2 separate regions of the Gossypium hirsutum genome follow, and region 1 is linked to region 2. A link is a contact called in public Hi-C data. All regions are on one chromosome and are shown on one strand. Each heading gives the region's core, a stretch centred on a gene start, on an enhancer-like site or on the middle of the called end of the contact. The rest is flanking DNA. Distances are from core to core; before and after follow the strand shown.

The links. A called contact is a pair of places that touch in the nucleus more often than the background predicts.
Region 1: a Hi-C map of leaf shows a contact between it and region 2, with 1.7 times the contacts expected there. The contact joins the enhancer-like site here to the promoter of LOC107898796 in region 2. A contact is called at or near these places in 8 of 34 Hi-C or Micro-C datasets (callus and leaf).

Annotation. Positions count from the first base shown.
Region 1 is chrD04:54,501,958-54,507,317 of Gossypium_hirsutum_v2.1, reverse strand. No RefSeq gene overlaps it. Among protein-coding and RNA genes, the nearest start is that of LOC107898791, 5.1 kb to the right of the region's middle. Within about 2 kb of position 1,742, at least 8 of the 9 cell types and tissues checked have an H3K27ac peak or open chromatin away from gene starts, as enhancers often do. A contact at or near this core is called in leaf, where this site is marked.
Region 2 is chrD04:54,394,752-54,400,459 of Gossypium_hirsutum_v2.1, reverse strand. It overlaps LOC107898796 (ATP-dependent Clp protease proteolytic subunit-related protein 1, chloroplastic), which reads left to right and starts at 2,517. Exons shown (of 9, transcript XM_016824340.2): 1 at 2,517-2,886; 2 at 3,336-3,451; 3 at 3,546-3,749; 4 at 3,838-3,942; 5 at 4,080-4,142; 6 at 4,322-4,433; 7 at 4,868-4,929; 8 at 5,024-5,206; 9 at 5,444-5,708. The coding sequence starts at 2,664. The coding sequence ends at 5,530. LOC107898795 reads right to left here. Exons shown (of 4, transcript XM_016824339.2): 4 at 5,577-5,708.

The DNA of each region.
Region 1 (5,360 bases), core at 493-2,992, 110 kb before region 2:
CTGTTGATTACTGTGGGGTTATCTTATTCGAAGATTCAAGTTTCTACTTCGAGCACCTTGCCAACCTTTGTTGGGCTTTCCATTGTCCCCTCATTTTGTGTGCAATGAATTGTTTTTCTTTTCTTTTAAAAAAAAAAGCGGTAAAATTGTTGATTGAATCTTAGCTCGGTTAATATCGATATTGTTACTAATGCAAGAAAACGTGGATTCGAGTGCGTTGAAGCTCGTTTATCTTCCCACTTAAGAATTAAAAAAATAAATTCGCGATATTAATATTATTTTCCATAACATATTTTATTTATGAGATGTATCCATCAAAGTATAAATTAAAGCAGATTTGAATAGACAATAATATTGTCCTTTTGCTTATAGTGGTTGGTTATAAAAAAATCAAAACAAATCCAATTATAATTTAAAAGCAAAAAATAGAAATATAATTGTCAAACAAAGCTGCCTGGTGCCTATATATGTAGGACTTATCCTCAAATAATTTAAATTAAAGGGTCAAAAAAGAAATAAAAATCTTTCCAACCCATTGTTGAATGACTTTGAAACCTCACTATAATGGACAAGTTTCTCTTGTCTTTATTTTTCCTTTTCCCCCCTAAAGGTACCTAAAAGAAAGATATGTTTGAGTGATTACTATTTGCTTAATATTCAATTTTTAGAGTTATTAATTTTAATATATATTTTAAAAATTATATTTATATTATTTTAATTTAATGTTTAATAATTATAATTTTTTATTTATTAAAATTTTATATATAATCATTTAAACATTTTTTAATGTTTACATTATAGTAGATTTAATATTTTATGTGTTATAAATATTATTTTTTAATATTTACAAGTCAAATGTGGTTTTAAAAGAGTTTTTGAATTGGTAATTTGTGTTTTATAATGATTTATTAGGGATCGAGACCTCGTTTCTATAAACCGAGCCATAAATATTTTATAAACCCTAGTTTGACTTTGTTTGTTGGGCTGGGTGTTGGGCTTCTGTTTGGGCTGTGTGTTGTGGTTCAATTGTTTTGGACTTATGGACTGTTTTATTGATTGGGTTGCTGGGCCGGGCAAAATTTGGGTTGTATAGCTGATGTATCATCCATGTGACAATCCACGTATATGCCATACCAGTAAAGTGAAAAAACGTAAACTTTTCCGTCTGTTTTGGGGTGATCCGACAAAAAACGAAAGTCTAAATGCTAAAAAAGATTAAAAATTAAATAGAGAACTAAAATGATTTTTTCTTAAAAGGTTAGAGGACCAAATATATCATTATGCCTTGTTGTATAATATCATTACGTTTAATTATTTATTTTATACCATGTGATCGTATCTGGATTTACTAATATATATAATATCAACCTTAACCCTAAGTTGTAACTTTTTTTTTTATAATTTTTATAATTTTATACATCGAAATGAAATTTAAAAAAATGGTATAATTAATTATGGGATCACATTTTATTTTAGAATCTCTTCAGTATCACATGTAATAAAGTTCATTTACTGACGAACAAACAAATCAAACGAAAGCAAAAAACAAAAAAAAACAAAATAAATAAATAAATAAATATGCGTTGCCCATTAATATAATAATATATTTGTTATTTAATATTCTCAATAAATATCAATTAATACAATATGAATATTCTCTTTTAATTGTGACATATGTGCCACAGAATTTTGCATACCACGTTACGTACGGCTGTGAAAGCTCATCTTCACTGGGGCATTTCTATTTTTAATTAAATTATATATTTATTAATAAAAACAACAACGTGTCATATAAAGATATAGACAGGCTGCAAGTAAAATATAAAAAAAAATCTCACAACCAAAGTAAAATCAAAAGAAAGCCCAACCACCTCCGTTGAGTAAGGAAAATCTTGCCGTCCTGCCTGATAGCAGAGGAGATAGAGGTTCACGTCTCCAGCGACGGTCCGCTCGGACAGAGCAACACATCCAACAAAACACCACCCTTGGCTCCCAGTCACACTATTACCAATCGTCCAGATCTAGAAGTACCAGTCCCCTCCACTATCATTATTGTGGAGAAAGCACTTGTTTAGTAGGGAACGACTCCACATTAAAAGAAAATAAATCTGAATTGAGATAAAAATATAACAAAAAAAAAATCAATCAGAAGTAATAATTTAATTCTTTTAAAAAATTTAAAAATTAATTAGAAATAAAGAAAGAAAAGGTAAGAAAAAAATATTAAAAAGTAAACAAATAAGGGATAATATAATTTTTGACTCTTAAATTTAATAAATAAATTCACTTTGGTACCTGTATTTTTAGTAGTTTATTTTGGCACCTAAATTTGACAATTAGGTCTATTTTGATTTCCTAACTTGAAAAATATAAATAACACTCTGTGTTTTTAATAACAAGACTAATGATTGAACACGTCATACCATTGATTTCTAATTAAGCCAATTCGTTCGATTCGACCATCAAACCAACAATAATTAATTAATTAATTAAAATTCTTTTAAAAAATAAAAAGAGAAATTTTATTAAACCAATTTATTTTTGTCTCGATTTTTAATTTGTACAAATTTAAAGTAATTTTTGAGTCAATCGGTTCAACGCCTTTATTCGTACTTGGTCTGTTTTAAATATATATTATCCAAACAAATAATAATAAAAAATAAAAAAATATTTTAAATTAAATATTTAAATTAATTTAAATAAAATTTTTATTATGTTTTTATTATTTATTCTTCTAAAAGTGGCGGGAGTATCTGTTGGCTGTATGCACTATAACGAAAATAAAGTGGAAAACGCGTTTTCCTTTTTTTTTTTTTTAAACCTTTCCATTTACGCGCAATTAGCTATCTTTCATTCCATTGACAAATCATAACTTTTTTTTATATTTTTTCTCAAAATACATATTTTTAGAAATAAAATTTTTTTATATAATTTCTATTATTATCCATAACTCTTTCAATTTTTTTAACAATCTCGTTATAATTTTGATTATATCCGTTCTTTTTTATATTATATGTAAGCGTTTGATTAAATCAAATGAAAAAATTTAAATTAATCGAGTGGACGAGTCTTATTTTATCATCCTAACTAGATTTGAAAATTTTTCAAATCTAGTCAAGTAAAATAGAATTCGAGTTGAATTGAATCGAGTAAAATTTCTCGAGTTAAAATAAAAAAATAAACATGTCAAATAAAAATCTTGTTATAATATAACTACTTTCGTGTTATAGTACATAAATTTGAAAACTTTTTTAAAGCAAAATAGAAATAAAATATTTTAGTATGATAAACTTGAATCGTTAATTAACTTATTTAGAAAACTTTAAACTTTCTTTATATATTCTTTAGAATCCTTTTAAGATTATTATAATTTTGTAAAAAAAATAAATTTTGGAATTTTTATAAATATTTTGAAATTTAAAAATTATTTTGAATATTTTTGTAATTTTTGTTGAGAAAAAGACTAATTTGCTTATTTTCAAAATTGACAGGGACTGATGGGCGTCGAAACCACCAAATATAAATTACTACGACAAAATAACAGTAATTAGCAGTATAGAGCAGTAGCGTCGAATCCACAAGGACTGACTATCTAATTTTGCCTTTTTTCGTGACCAAAATCAATGTTGCGGTCACAGTCGTGCCCATGACCTATGTGTAGAAATGTTGAAACTAAAAAAATGGGGGGTTTAAATTAGTTAAGATAAATAAAGAGTAAAATACGAAAAATAAAATAAAATAAAAATACATTCGAAAATGCAAAAATAAATTTAAGAAAATAAAATAAATGAATAAATAAAATATTTTGTTAAGTTTAGCCTTAGCCTCAGTGTACTCCAATCTTGAATCAATCCTTGAAATATATTTTCTCTTCCAAGGGATAAGCTGGTTATAGCAATCGAGGATCCTTCAAACCCCCAACTCTTCCTCTCATAGTCGATCTCGATATCACCTGCAAATTAACCCTTGTCAAATTTCCAACCACATGGCACATGCCCGTAATTTAAGATTTTGACAGCCTTGCAATCTGAAAAGCCCAACTCGAATTAACAACCTCAACCGTGTGGGTCGTTTAAATTTGATGACTATTTCCCTTGACAGAATCCAACTAGATTTTTCCAATTTAACAAGCCAATTTGTTCGCGAATTTTTGAATATAGCACCAGCGACTCAACTTCCTAACTATACGCCAAATGATTCCGACCCAACGAGCGCTTTTTGAATTGAAATCAAATCAACTTTGAAGGACAAATTTGTACTATCCCATATACCAAAGAGATACCAAATACCGAATTGTAAAGTATTTGGTGCGGGTTCATATCTCACGATTTATTTGTCGAAGTGATAACCGGGCTAAGGCTAAAAAGGGTTTAGTTAATCATGGAAAAAGCATGCTTTGAAAATGGTTTCATGGAATTGTGAAAGGTGGAAAGGGAAAGGGCTTTGGAAGGAAATTAAACCAAAAAGCTAAAAGTTAAAGAAAAAAAATTGAAAGAACAGAATATGGGTGACGCGAGAATAAAAAAATAAAGAATTTATTAAATGCCAAAGTAAAGCGTGTTCAATTGGTTGTAGCCACTAGGTATTTATATACATTTTTAGTATTAAAATTTAGTTAGATTTTTCTTAAATATTATCACTAAATAATTTTAAATATTATTACTAAATAATTCAAAATTTAAAAATCAAATTTAAACTAGAATTTAAATTAATTACAGAGTTGTAACAATATAAAAAATCATTCAATCTTTATCCAGTCACTTAAAAAAATCTTCAACCCTTCAATCTTTATCCAATCATCTTTGAATCTCCAATCTTTCAATCATGCCCTCCTCTGTGCTTTTTGTTCCAATTTAGTCATTTTTTGTAAGAGTTTGAATTCAGCACACCAACTTCATTCCTGATAAGAAAAATCCAAACTTAATAGCATTTTATTTGATAATTAGCCAAAAATAAATATATTAAAGATACGAATTTATCTTGTTATCAGGGACTAAAGGGGTATTTACACCAATCTGTTATCCGAATTGTAAAATTAAACTCGTTCGAAACTCAAATTACTTATTCAAGTTGATTTGAATAACTTGATTCGATTAACTTGAAATTTGAAAAAAAATCAATTTTTTAATCCAATTGAGTTTTGCTCACCTCTATTTGACTCAATGCCTAGAACTACCAATAGCTCCTCCCCAACCCATAAATAGAAGGATAATGCTCTCCAATGCATTCGAACCGATGTCCTCCTGTATTGGCAACAATACTCATGCTAATCGAGCTAAAACTCAATCAACACTCTTTAAACACTTAAATAGAAGGATCATATGTGTTTAAGTATATTTGAATCCACATTCTCATGATCG
Region 2 (5,708 bases), core at 1,268-3,767:
CCTCTCGGTCACAATTTTATCAAATTAGATGATTTAGTCTGGTTTATCTATCAGCCTTACCAAACTAACCTAGGACAATCAAATTGGTGCTCAATAGGATCTCCTCTCAGTCTCACCTATCTAAATATTCACATAAAGGCGTCAATTCTAAGTTGTGAAGTTTATTCGATTTAGTCCAATTTTTATGATTTAGTTCCTATACCAAAAAACTAACCAAGCAACAATTCCATCAACCAACCATCCAAGATTTAATTACTTAACATCATTTTCATATAAGCAACAATCCAACATACATTCAAAGAATTCATTTAAATAAGCAGAAAAAATAAGGTTAAAGAAAGCTTAGTGATTTAGTGATGGTTGTTTGAAAAAGATGATTGTAGCAACAATGGAGATGGAAAATACCAACAAAGTTCAAATTTTTAACTATGAAAAGAAAATAGAGCTGAGCTATATTAAAAGCTATGGATTAAAATCAAAATACAAAGAGATTTTTAAGTACTAAATTGCAATTTAGACAAAGCTACAGTTAAAACTAACTACCAACTAAAACAACTAAAACTAGAAAAGCTAAAGACTAAACCTTAGAAAAATTAAAGAAGACTAACTAGAAAGCTTAAAGGATGAAAGAAAGTAAATACAAAAGTTCTCTCCTAGTTTTTAACCAAAAGTGGTTTTCATCTGATTGCATTAAAAAAATGTTGACAATAATGCCTCTAGAAGTTGTGTTTTGATTGGGTATAGTGTTGGACAAAAGACTACCCTTGCAACTAATTTCTCTCTACCAGGTAGCGGCGTCATGACACCCAGGCTTTGGTGTCGCTACACCTTAGACAGTAATGAATGTGTAGATCTTGGGGGTCTCGGTGTCACAACGCCCACTAGTCGATGTTGACATCACTAGAGTTGGTCAGCCTCAATTTCTTCACTTTAACACCTTTAAGAATAGCATGACTTCAGAGGCTCGGTATTGCGACATTGGCTTGGTGTCACGACATCCATCCCTTGGTATCGTGACTCCTACAACAGTATGCTCCATGTTGATTTTGTGTTGAAGTTTTGCATCCTCAAGGTGAAAGGTCTGGGTATTGTGGCGTCCATGGCTTCAGTGTCGCGACACCCACTCTGAATGATGTTTTCCTCGAGGTCGGACCATTATTGTCTCCTTACATCAACTCAATCACATCGTTAGGTTTCCCATGGCATCATTTGGCCAATTTGGGTCTTAAAAGGGGCAAAACTAAGCAAAAACGTTTACTAATGCTTGAAGCTAAAAATCGACAAAAACATATAAAAGACACTTAAATTACTTGAGAATAAGCTCTTCAAGTGTATTAGAGAGTCTAATTTGACGTATCAAATTACAGCGGATCAAAAGTCCTTTATCACACTTGTCTATTGCATTTCTTTTATTTTTTATGACATGATAAAACAATGATTAAATTCCAATTTTGATCCCTTTACAAGGATTGAAATGTTTGGTTTTAAAATTAAAAAAAAACCCCACAATTTTCTTTTAATTCTCTCCCAAAATTCACTCATTTTGGTTTTGTTTAATGCCTCTAAATCCTTGTAATGTCACAAATTTAACAAGCCACAATTCTTTGAATAACTTTAAAAAAGGCCAATTCCTTTGGGATTAGTTTGCACAAGTTGGGACCTTAACCTTAGTAGAAATGGGTTCATTGACGACCTTGGCACAATTTAGGTTGTTTAATATATCATGGAGACAAATAAAGAGAGCAAAAATAAAAAGAAAAAAAATGAAAAAAATCACATGAAATGGAGGGGAAGGAAAACAAATAAAATATTAAAAATATATTGTTAACGAATGTTGAATTATTATTATATTAGCAATTAACAGTTTGATAATTATAATGTAACAAATTGATAATGTTAGTAATTATATAAAAAAAATTTTTAATTCAGTGATCTAAACATAATTTAAACCATAAATAACTAAGCTTGTAATTTACCTTTGAGTTAATTTCACCAAATGTCCCTAAACTATGCCTTCATTTTAAATTGGTTCCCAAACTTAAAAACATTCTAATTACATCTTGAAACTATTGAGATTATAGCAATTAGTTCATTTTGTTATTAAAACTATCAATTTAATCGTTAAATGACAAGTGAAAAATTTTAAAAGTAAAAGTTAAAAATAAAGTAAAACCAAAAATGAGAAAGTGAAAGATCAAGCTTCTGCAAAAGTTTTGAGAACCTCAAAACCAAGATTTTTACAACATCCATTTTTATAATATTCATGTTTCTTAAAAATTTCATTTTAAATTATGTCACATAAAATCTGGCGTGCCATTTAACGGCTAAATTAATGAGTTTAGTAATAAAAGGACCTAATTGATATAAGTTCGGTAGTTTTGGATGTAATTAGAATTATTTGAAGTTTGGAGACCAATTTAGGATCATAGTTTAGGGATGTGCAGTGCAATTAATCCAAAAATCCTGCTGAATTTGGGGGTGGGCCGTTATCCAAAAACCTAATTACAAACCTAAATAACATTTGGGCTCAGCATGGCTGAGAGGCTTATTCAAATAAATTTCCCTGTGATTAAAATTACTTCTATCTGGAAAATCCTGAATACTTATTTTTCTGGTTAGCATCGACAGTTTGGTTGCTTAAAGCTTCACGCATCTCCTCTCTCATGGCGGCCTCGCTGCTCTTATCTTTAACAGCGCCCAACCCAGAAGCGATGGTTCCCAATATCGGGGCCAATAAATCGTCTTTCCTCTCCGGCACCAAGCTCTTCTTGTTGACGAAGCCCCATTATCGAAAGCCCACTGCTCAAAAATGCTTCAAACCTCCCTTTGCCAAGTCAATCGACCACATCCCCAAGCAATTCAGAGAACAAAATCTCAAAGATGGATGTTAGTTTTTGTTTTCCTCACTTTTGTTTCAAGCTAAGAACATAATATTGTTTCGCTTTGCCTTAAAAAAAATCCTTCCTTTTTGAAACCAATTGTAGAGTTTTTTGTTTTAACTTAGATGGCAAGGATTTTAGGGTTGGGTTTTTGAAGTGCCAATTCGTGTCTATCGGACTTCGGATTTGGGAACTAATAGTTTCTTAATTTATTTTTTTTGTTTAAAGAATATAGGAGATGTTATTTGAAATTTATTTTAATATTGCTATAGTCATAAACATGAATGATTTAATTAATGTATGAATTTACCAGGTGCTATTTTAGTTCTAGTTGGAGCTTTCAGCTTTGATGGTTAATTCGTTATTTGAGTTATGAAATTATTACAAGCTGATTTGAAATGGGATTCATTTGAAGTGAAGATAAAAGCTTTTACTGTCTTGTTTGATTGTTTGTAGTGATGGAAAATTATAAAAATGTTCCTGGATATCTTTATGGTCTTAGTCCTTCACAAATGGACATGTTCATGACAGAAGATAATCCCGTCCGTCGACAATCCGAAAGTGTTACTGAGGTTTGGCCCTTTCTAATCTTTGTTGATATCTCAGCTCAGTGAAGAAATTAGTTTTAATGTAGAACCTAAAACTTACTTTTTCAACGTTTTCCAGGAAAGTATTTCATCTGCTAGAAACTATTTGGATAATGGAGGGATGTGGAGTATGTCGAGCATTAATGATAGAGGTCCTTCTAAATATAGTATGAGTGTAAGCATGTATCGAGGAGGGGGCAGAGGATATGGACGGCCTAGAACTGCTCCTCCGGATTTGCCTTCTTTGCTCTTAGATGCTCGAATATGTTATCTTGGCATGCCAGTGAGTCTCCATTCATATCTCGCCTATAATCTTGCATGGTGACTAATATCTAATTTGTTGATTTTTTTTTTTAATCTTGTTGCTGTAGATTGTACCAGCAGTGACTGAACTTATTGTTGCTCAATTAATGTGGTTAGATTATGATAACCCCTCAAAGCCTATTTACTTATACATCAATTCATCTGGGACACAGGTCAGAAGAATGTTTCTAATTCTTTATCAGTCCCCTCAACTTTCATTGAAGCATTTATCCTTTTGTGGCATCTTGGAATCGTGTATTGGAAGTTTTCATACCTATTTGTGTTGATTGATTGCTTCTGATCTATATAGAATGAGAAGATGGAGACTGTTGGATCAGAAACCGAGGCATATGCTATAGCTGACACCATGGCTGTAAGTATCATGATAAACCATTATTACTGTTAATAAGTATGATTTACTGGAAATAGTTCAGTTAAATAGTTATGTGGATATAAGTTCTTAGTGTTTTGGGTCATTATTCCTTATTTAGCAGTTGGATGTACTGTAAATTTAACTCGTTCACTTTCCATGTCCTATCTGTTTACTCACAGTACTGCAAATCAGAAATGTACACTGTGAATTGTGGCATGGCATATGGTCAAGCAGCAATGCTTTTATCTCAAGGAGCTAAGGGTTATCGTGCAGTACAGCCAAATTCATCCAGTATGATTCAATTCCTCTTTGTAACTTAGAAGATGAGCATAAATTATGTTGTTTCATTTTTTTACTCTACCTGCGGTTGGTGAACCCACCAATGAGTCTCGACTTGATTTTCACTACCTTGTTTAAAATCGTTTCTTCAGAATTTCGAATTTTACCTCCTTACTAATTGCTTATCTTTAGGACTGCAAGATCAAAGATTTGAGCTTCCTATCATTTTCTTTTTCTTTTTTCATTTTACTCTGTACCAATAATGCAACTATTGTTTTCTTTTTAGAGTCATAATTTTTCTGAATTTCTGAGTTATAACTACAAAAGGGGCGGGGCATGAATTTTCTGGTCAATTTAACTTTTTAGGCCCCTTTTTTTCCTTGTTCTTTTGGTTTGATAATAATTGATGTTCATGTTCTCCTTTTCCATGTTTTAAAAACTTGCAGCTAAGTTATATCTGCCTAAAGTCAGCAGATCAAGTGGGGCTGTCATAGATATGTGGATAAAGGTGCTCTCACTCTCTACCCTTTATGCTTTGTTTATCAGCATGCTTGTTTTAGCTTCTTTTGTGATATGTATACATATACATATATTATTTTCAGGCCAAGGAACTTGATGCAAATACCGAGTCCTACATTGAGCTAGTAGCAAAAGGCACAGGGAAAACCAAGGAAGAAATTGCTAAAGATGTTCAGCGTCCTAAATATTTCCAAGCTCAAGAAGCCATAGACTATGGCCTTGCTGACAAGATAATCGATTCAAGAGATGCTGCGTTCGAGAAACGGGTAGTGTTTTTTGTTACTTTTGACCCATGTTGTTTTGAAGTGCTATGTTCGACACTCGTATCTAACACATATCTGAACATAAGTGTAGAGATATGACCCTCCAAGACCTTCAAATGCATAGAGAAACTAAAAAAAAAAAAAACTGAACATATTCATATTCGACATTTGTGTTGGATTTCATGCACATATAGTCACCCCCTTATCAAGGTTTTTATTTTTCTTTTGTTTCACGGTCAGAATTATGATGAGATGCTTGCTCAATCAAAAGCAATGAGGAGAGGAGCTGCAGGTGGTCCACAAGCGGCTCCTTCCGGGTTCAGGTGATTTAGGTTGATACCATAACCATACAACATGAAGTCTATACTTTGTGCTGTCCACCCTTTGTTCAATACTTTCATGCCATACAAACAGATTTGGCAATAGGTGTATTTGTGTCGTGTTTATGTATTTTTATGTGCCGCAATCATAGATAAGGTTTTATATAATCATATAAATTTTGCTA